Regions from separate parts of the Sus scrofa genome. Here regions 2 and 3 are each linked to region 1. A link is a contact called in public promoter capture Hi-C data. All regions are on one chromosome and are shown on one strand. The core of a region is the stretch at or near the end of the contact, and the rest is flanking DNA. Distances in the headings are between cores, read along the strand shown. Region 1 holds the start of CCNDBP1 (cyclin-D1-binding protein 1). Region 2 holds the start of ZSCAN29 (zinc finger and SCAN domain-containing protein 29). Region 3 holds the start of ADAL (adenosine deaminase-like protein).

What was found. Promoter capture Hi-C pulls out the DNA fragments that hold promoters and counts their contacts.
Region 2: a promoter capture Hi-C map of liver shows a contact between it and region 1, with 2.3 times the contacts expected there. The contact joins the promoter of ZSCAN29 here to the promoter of CCNDBP1 in region 1. A contact is called at or near these places in 2 of 5 promoter capture datasets (fetal liver and liver) and 1 of 47 Hi-C or Micro-C datasets (epiblast stem cells).
Region 3: a promoter capture Hi-C map of liver shows a contact between it and region 1, with 2.4 times the contacts expected there. The contact joins the promoter of ADAL here to the promoter of CCNDBP1 in region 1. A contact is called at or near these places in 2 of 5 promoter capture datasets (fetal liver and liver) and 1 of 2 datasets of contacts at active chromatin or transcription factors (alveolar macrophages).

The regions. Positions count from the first base shown.
Region 1 is chr1:128,268,199-128,270,972 of Sscrofa11.1, forward strand. CCNDBP1 (cyclin-D1-binding protein 1) reads right to left here and starts at 1,336. Exons shown (of 11, transcript XM_021097084.1): 1 at 1,091-1,336; 2 at 811-870; 3 at 439-518. The coding sequence starts at 1,199. It overlaps TMEM62 (transmembrane protein 62), which reads right to left. Exons shown (of 13, transcript XM_021097060.1): 13 at 1,395-2,238. The coding sequence ends at 1,912.
Region 2 is chr1:128,082,652-128,085,425 of Sscrofa11.1, forward strand. It overlaps ZSCAN29 (zinc finger and SCAN domain-containing protein 29), which reads left to right and starts at 1,414. Exons shown (of 7, transcript XM_005659684.3): 1 at 1,414-1,943; 2 at 2,439-2,774. The coding sequence starts at 2,558. It overlaps TUBGCP4 (gamma-tubulin complex component 4), which reads right to left and starts at 1,388. Exons shown (of 18, transcript XM_021096979.1): 1 at 1,026-1,388. The coding sequence starts at 1,103.
Region 3 is chr1:128,124,275-128,127,048 of Sscrofa11.1, forward strand. It overlaps ADAL (adenosine deaminase-like protein), which reads right to left and starts at 1,417. Exons shown (of 10, transcript XM_013993097.2): 1 at 1,132-1,417. LCMT2 (tRNA wybutosine-synthesizing protein 4) reads left to right here and starts at 1,400. Exons shown (of 1, transcript XM_003353380.4): 1 at 1,400-2,774. The coding sequence starts at 1,525.

The DNA of each region.
Region 1 (2,774 bases), core at 86-2,585:
AAACACAAAAAAAGAACCAATGTTTAGAAGAGCTGCCTACTCCATGTCAAGTACTGCACCTGACAACTTGGTTTTCAGAATATTCCTGTGATATGAGAACTCTTGAGGTTAATGTTCCTATGAAGTCAATAAGATATGCAATCTTACTTGACAGATGAGAAAACTAAATTCCACGCTAAGGAGTTTCCTGATCTCCTAGCAATTAAGGATTTGGTGTTGTCACTGCTGTGGCTCATGTTTGATTCCTGGCCTAGGAACTTCCGAGAGCTGCGGGTGCAGGAAAGAAAGAAAGGAGGAAAGAAGGAAGTCCGGGAGAAAGGGAGGGTGGGAGGAAGGAAGAAAGAAATCCCTTGCTTTGAGTGTAAAACATGAAAGAAAATGAAAGGATTCCTAAAGAATAAAGAGGCACTACAAGGATTCCAGAAAAGTAAAGCCCACCTGAGGAGATGGCAGTGGAAGTCGGGAAAAGACTACGGTCAGAGTAGTGGCTTCCGTGGACACTGTCACAGCTGCCTCATCTGGGAAGAGTCAGAGGAGGAGGCAGAAGCCAGTATGTTAGTGCCAAACGGATAAGGCTGCAGCTGCTGGACGGGCTGTGAAGATAACACGTTCCCTCTCCACCCTTGCCGGCTTAGACGTCTCAAAACACCTCCAAAAATCAGTGTTTTAAATCTCAACCTCAGAGATGCCGAGAATGGGTAAGATGAGGTATCCCCACAGAGGGGACAGGCCGGGGAAAAGCAGGAAGGAAAGGGACAGGGACAACTGAAGAGATGAGAGATGGCAGTCTCCAACAAGAGAGGCACTCACTGAATCTTCTCCAAAAGGTCTCCCGATTAAACTCCTTGGTAGTCTCCCGGGCTTCGCCGACTAGTGGGTTCGGCGTGTGGGCCGGGCCACCGCAAAAGGAAGAGCAGAGGTAAGCGGCGCTACCTGAGGCCCCCATTTCCTCCGCTCCCGCCGGGCCCTGCCGCCCTCCCCTCCCCCGACTCCCCCATCCCTCGCTCCCTGGTGCCGCCGCCGCCCTGGCCCGGCTTCTCCCTACCCACGCCGGTCCCTGTGGGGGTCCGTCTCCACTGTGTCAGCTCACCCCGCACTCCAGGAAGGAGCAACCGAAGCTCCTCTGCTAGGTGCCGGAGCTGCTCCAAAGGCACAGCCAGGGTGGGGACTGGAGCATCAGGGGGAGCTGCATTCGCCATCCCAGTAGGACTCTGGGAGCCAGCGTACTTAGCTGCCACGGAAGCCGCCTGAGCCGCACAGCAGTAGCCACTCCACTTCCGGGCGTCACGGATGCGGGTTCGCTTCCGGCAACAAGAGAAGCCGCCCGCCCCGCCCCGACGTGACTCCACCCCCGCGCCGGGCCCTGACCACACACGCAAGGCGACGCAGAGTTATTTCTTATTCATTATTCATTTATTTGATTAGTGGCAAACACCTCCGACAGAGGAAGCAGAGAACCCTGTGGGAAAAGAGGACCAGGAACTAATCAAGGGTAGTCAGGGTCAGGCCCAAGTTTGCACTGGTTCCCTGCCCCTCAAGTGGTGGCGCCCTTGTCCCCTGCTGAGTTCCAGACACTGTGCTAGGTACTTTACATGAGGTAACGTTAAAAAAACACTGGGTTCACATACTACCAAACACACCAGCTCCTGCCCTGTGGATCTCCTAGATTAGGGCTCTCTCTTCACAAAAGTAAATCAACCTTCTGCCTTCTTAGGGAAGGAAGGAATCATGGCATTATTTAGAGATTTTTTTCCTGCAGTCCATTATGCAGGAAATCAGTAGTGGGGAATCCCCCCACCTCCCAGGCGGCCAAGAAACAGCAGCTCCCTGAAGCTTGCCTACTAGTATTGGCCTTCCGCCTGTTTCGGGGGGCAGAGGCCTGGGCTAGAGCTGGATGATGAGACATGGCCTTCAGGAACTCAGGTGGCTTTTTAACTGCACTATGAAGGTTCCAAGCTCTGTGGAGTTCAGTGTCCACACACAACGAATGAGAACAGGTGTCACCAGTGTCAGCCAGGTCCGCAAAGGGGAGAATAATAAAGCTAGAGTGCCATATGTCATATGAAGAAAGTAGCAGGAATAAATCTGCCAGATGTACAGCAGTAACATAAGTAGATGAACAGGTATAATTTTCAAGTATTTTCCTTGACGGAGATGAGACCTGAAGTTGTGACCAAAGCACCGCTGCAGCAAACTCCAACACAGGTAAGCCATCAAGGGGATGTTAAAAAACACCAGCTGGAAAGAGCAGAACAGAACCATTAGATTATGAGCAAGTCCTGGAGGAGTTGGGTCTCACTAACACATTATTGGTGGCTCCTAAAAATATACTGCTTTCTCTCTTGGGAGTTAACAATCTGATTCATTATGTTTCAATCACACTTGCTTATAACACTTGCAATTTTTAGTTAGCTGTTTATTTGCCTGTATCCTTTCATTCACATTAAAGGCATTTTATTTATGTGAAAGCGGCAAATAATGTTTAAGTATATACAATACTCTTTTTTTTTTTTAGGCAGAGTGAGGGTGGATAGGGTATCAATATTTTCTCTTCCTATATGTTTATTTGAAGTAGCATAATGAATACTGGAATATAAAATTGGAAGATTTAAGTTATAATCCAAGTTCAACCACTACATGAATCATTCATTCATCAAAGCACCCATTATATGGCAGGCACTGTGCTAGGCTCTAGGCAAGGGACATGCTTGTGAACAAGTCGGAAAAGATGAATCGTAAAGCTTACATTCTAACAGGCAGAAGAGAAACCTCCC
Region 2 (2,774 bases), core at 164-2,663, 190 kb before region 1:
GCATGACTTTGTATACAGATAGATTCAAATCCTGCCTTATCAAGACTAGCCACCATAGGAAGTTACCTTACAGTCCAGCAGGTTAAGGATCCGACCTTACGGCAACTGTAAAGCAGGTGGCAACTGTGGCATGGGCTTCATCTCTAGCCCAGGAACTTCCACACGCAGCAGATGAGGTGTGTGCAGCAAAACAAACAAAAAACCCAAAAACTACAAGCCACCATAAAGTTCTCTGAGCTTCAAGTTGCTCATTTGTAAACTGGGGCTAACAATACCTAACTTGCTATGTTGTTGAGATGATTAGATAATACTACTGGAAGCATAAGTAGAAAAGAAGAGTGGTTCAGATACTGGAGCCAGACAGATCTGGGTTCAAGACCAAGTTTGCTAATTATTAACTGCCTAATACCTGACACCAGAGTTAATCTGTGAAACGGAGATAGGTGGTTGTGAAGTTAAATGAGATAATACATGTAGTACATGGCCCCTCCTTCTCATACATTCCTGGTTACATGAAGGCCTCCCTCCAAATTCTTCTGGAGAAGAAATTTCCTGGTCAAGGAGTAGAGGGAAACACCCTCATTCACTTTTTCATTCAAAATAATTGACTGAAGTCGTATTCTGTGTTAGATACTACGTATTTGGACAAATTTTCAAAACAGCTTAAAACAGAGTGCAAGTGTGAAGATGGGAGAAAGCATCTCCCTCATTTTTACATCCAGTTCCCCAGCAACTCTCATTCAGATAGTTCATCCTTAGGCTCAGCCCTGGATTCCCTCCTCTTCCCCAAGGCAGGGCCTTTCAGGAGTCTGCCCTCCTTTTCCCAGCGTAGCCCAAACCTCTCAAGGTGTTTACACCGTGGTAGGCCCCTCCGGCACAGCCCTCCAGCTACCTGCTCAAGGACACGCCCCCCCGCCCCCGCCTCAGCTCTGCAAGCCACGCCCCCTAAGGCTCCTCCCCCACGCAGTGGCTCAGGTCCACCCATTCCCTGCTCGCTAGTTCCCGCGCTCTGAGCCGGATTGTACCTGGAGGCCACCCCGCTTGTTCCACGTGAAAATGGACCCTGGGTATCCGCTCAGCGCCAAGAGCAGTTCGTGGATCATTTCCACGGCGGACCTCCGGTCCCTATATCCGTTGCACCTTTCTCCAGAGCCTCACCAGGCGACCAAGGAAACGCGTATTCCTTTCTCTACTCGCGCACAGGCCTCCTGGACGGGCGGTTCCTCCAGACTTTATCCGCTGAGAGAACTGCTGCGGAGAGCGTACGGGAAGCAGGGAAGGGATAGGCGAGCCGCGTCCCGGAAGTGCACTGTGCTCGGTTGGGCCCACTCGCTCGCTCCCGCCGGGGCTCCGCGAGAGGTGTCTAAGCAGCTGCCCTTGCGCATGCGTCTGTGGCGCCCTAGTCGCCTGCTCTCACTTCCGGTTTGGGAACTGGACTGGGAGGCTTGAGAGTCCCGGCTGGAGCCAGACCTCGAGTGGGTGAGGCTGGCCCACGGGCAGAGATGCGAGCGGATTGAGGGGTATCCCGAGTGGGAGAAGCTCCTAGGGGTGGGCCAGAGGGTGCTCTCAGGGCGCCTTAGCCCCGGTCCGAAGCCTCTGGAGGGACTCCTTACCGCTCCGAGAGTGACCTGGCCAGAAAGCGAAGACAAAGAGGCCGGAACCCCGCACCCGCCGCTCCTTGAGCTGTGCTCCGCACTCGCGAATACCGCAGCCCTCGGAGCGCTTGGCCAGCACTCGAGCTCGTCTTCAGGAGACACATGACTACTGCCCCCTCGGACTCCCTCTTTCCACCAACTCAGTGTGACTCTCCCCAAGTCCACCTGGCCCTCGCTTCAGAAGTCAAAACCAACTTCTCTCAATGCTCGAGATTTCCCGTCAGTAGTTCCCGGATATTTACTGAGCGATTACTTCTGCTGTGAGGGAAAACAAAGACCCAGTGTTGTGTACTTGATTTTTGTTTGGGGTAGAAATTGGTGGTGGTGGAGTCTGAGGGGGCGGGGCGGACGTAGAGGGTTTGGGGAAGGACGGCGGAAGTATTGGGGCAGATCAGAGGCGACCCGCTGGACAGAGGGTTTTCTATTGCCTTCCTCGGGGTGGTGACATGCCTTTAAAACCTCTCAGCTCTAGGTCTCCCTTACGGTTTGAACTCACTATGCAGCACTGGCCAGGGGAGCTCAATGGGTCAGACTTGGGGAGGGGTGGAAGAGGAGCAGTCAGTAGTTTATTCTCTGCTGCTTCCCCGGGGCTGCCCTGGAAGTCGCCCAGAAATGCAGCTTTTGAATGGTCTCTCACCTTCATGCTCAGTTTTGGCTTGCTGCCCTGAAGTTGGTGCTACCTCACATGGCCACGCAGAACTTAGGGGAAGTCAGGCCAGCTCTGGCAAGACTTTAGACATATGAGTGTATTCCTTCTGATAGTGCCATCTCTCTCTACCCTAGGAGGAAATTCTTCTTACAGAGAGAGACTCATCTGCAGGTGATTCTTCAAGGACATGGAAGATAGGTGTAAACCCTGGAACCTAGACCCTTAAATGGAGGAAAGCCGCTTTCTGCTGTGAATGATGGCCAAACCCACCCTGAGAGGGACTGGCACTAACTCTGAGACCTTCCGACAGCGCTTCAGGAGATTTCATTACCAGGAGGTAGCTGGGCCCCGGGAGGCTTTCAGCCAACTGTGGCAACTTTGCTGTCGGTGGCTAAGACCGGAGGTGCGCACCAAGGAGCAGATTGTAGAGTTGTTGGTGCTAGAGCAGTTCCTGACCATCTTACCTGGGG
Region 3 (2,774 bases), core at 167-2,666, 140 kb before region 1:
ACTCTCTCTGTTTCTCTCTGCCCTCCCTCACACTTAAACTTATCTTTATCTATACCCCTTCTTCCCTCATAAATCAGAGAAAGAAGATTTATTCTCCAGTCTCCAAGACTAATTTGTGCCCAGGACCCCATTACTTCCTATCTATTCCAGTTGTTCCTCCACTAGTTAATCTTCACTTTTCTGTTCCTCAATCTTTCTTTCCAACTGGCTAATTTCCCTCAGAGGACCACCATGCAAGCATAGTACCTGTTTCCACCTTAACATAAAAAAATTAAAACAAACTTTCTTTTATCCCACATTCCTTTCATTACTGCCCTCTTCCCTTCCAAACTAACTCCTTGAGCTGCCTCCATTTCCTTCTCCCATTCAGTGAATTATGCCCTTATTGCTCCACAGAAATTGCTCTCCTTAAAGTCATTACAAGCTCTTAAAACACCAAATCTAAATGACACAGTTCCAATATCCAAATCCAAATTATGTGGACTCCAAAACGCATGTCCTTCACCACTGTGCTACACTGCTTCAAGGTAACCATACTACAGTCATCTTAATTTCCTTCTCCATCTCAGCCCCTACAGTCAGTCACCAAATCCCAATTAATAAGTTACAAATGCCCTAAGTATCTTTGCAAGCGATTTCCTACTGGTGATGACTCCCAAACACCCAAATTAGAAACCTGATGATTATTTTAAACCACCAAGACTCAGACCATATCAAAAGGGAATAATCACCTCTCTTCCATGACTCTCTCTCCTGGAGACATATTCAACACTGTCCCAGAAGATAGAACTTTGAATGTGCAAGGGAATGTCATTTTACAGCTCAGAAACAGAGGCTGAGTGGTTCCCTTAGTGTCAGCTTAGCACAGAGCCAGGAATACAAGGGAATCAATAGAACACATCTGTGGGGAAACACTTATTGGGTGAATCACCTCTGTAAAGGTTTCCTCATTTTGCACCTGGCCTCAATGACTTGTTTTCAGATTTAAATGAGATCTCTTACTAAGTACTCATAGTTAATATCTGATGAAAGACCCCTATTCCTCGCCCACCGCAGTCAGTGATTCTAGCTCTGCTTCACTTCTACCAGTCACTCCACGCAGACCCTGTCTGTCGGTCCCCAGAGACTCACCTCTTAAAGATTTTCCTCAACAGCTGAGAACTCTATTAGAACTTAGGTAAATTTTTCACTTCAGACAGGAAAGCTTGTAGAAAAGCGACACCCCACGCTTCCCAGAAACAGTCCACGTGTCCATAATAAGCTGCATCTGGCAGTCTTCCCTCGAAGATTCAGTCCGGGATAATCAAAGGAATGTCAATCACAGCGGACTGTCACCACAAACTGCACCCTCCTCAGTCCTGATCGGGGAGCTGCACCCTTCCCGGAAGTGACGCACACGTGTCCAAGGAAGAGGAGGCACAGACGGAGGGTGATTTTTCCGTACAGAAGTCCGCGAGGTAGGTAGTATAGAACGAAAGGACAGCTCACCACCGTGACGGACCGCCGCTCCTGACTCTCCAGGCCATGGGCCCGCGGAGCCGCGAGCGTCGCGCGGGAGCAGTGCAGAGTACCAATGACAGCAGCGCCCTCAGCAAGAGCTCCCTGGCCGCGCGCGGGTACGTGCACGACACCTTTGCCGCCTTGCTAGTTCCGGCGTCCGTGCGCCGCGCGCCGCTGATCCACCGCGGCTACTACGTCCGCGCACGCGCCATGCGGCACTGCGTATGCGCATTCCTGGAGGGGACGCGCGCGGCTCTCGGCGCGCCCCACATCCAGATCCTGTCTCTGGGCGCCGGCTCGGACTCGCTGTATTTTCGCCTTAAAGCTGCGGGCCGCCTCCCCGGGGCTGCAGTCTGGGAGGTGGATTTTCCGGACGTGGCGCGGCGCAAAGCGGACAGGATTCGAGATACGCCGGAACTGTGCGCGTTAACCGGGCCTTTCCGGCGCGGGGACGCCGGGTCAACGCTATGCTTCGAGAGCTCGGACTACCGCATCCTGGGGCTGGACCTGCGGCAGGTGCAGCGGTTGGACCAGGCACTGGCCGCCGCGGGCCTAGACGCGGCCGCACCGACTCTGCTCCTGGCTGAGGCCGTGCTGACCTACCTCGAGCCGAATAATGCCGCGGCCCTCATCGCCTGGGCCGCCCAGTGTTTTTCTGATGCGCTTTTTGTCGTTTACGAGCAGATGAGGCCGCATGACGCCTTCGGCCAGTTCATGCAGCAACATTTTCGGCAGCTGAATTCACCCCTGCATGGCCTGGACCGCTTTCCTGACGCGGAGGCCCAGCAGCAGCGCTTTCTCCAGGCCGGCTGGACTGCCTGCCGTGCCTTGGACATGAATGAGTTTTATCGCCATTTTCTCCCCGCAGAAGAACGCCGGCGCGTAGAAAATCTTGAACCTTTTGACGAGTTTGAGGAGTGGCATCTGAAGTGCTCCCACTATTTCATTCTGGCCGCTTCTCGGGGAGACATTGTCTCCCAAACTGTAGTGTTCCCAGCATCAGAGACGTTTCCTCGGATAGATCCTGCCTCCCCTTCCGGAGTCATCCCTGCTCGTGTAGTCACTAGTGATAGCCAGGGTCCAGACCTTAAGAGATATGGCCATGCCTCTGTCCTTTTGAGCCCAGACGTTATTCTTAGTGCAGGAGGGTTTGGAGAAGAGGAGGGGCGGCACTGCCGAGTGAGCAAGTTTCACTTGCTCTCAAGATACTGTGACTTTGAATGGAAAGGCAATCAAGTATGTAGTTGGGGAACTGGAGCTCAGTGGGATAGACG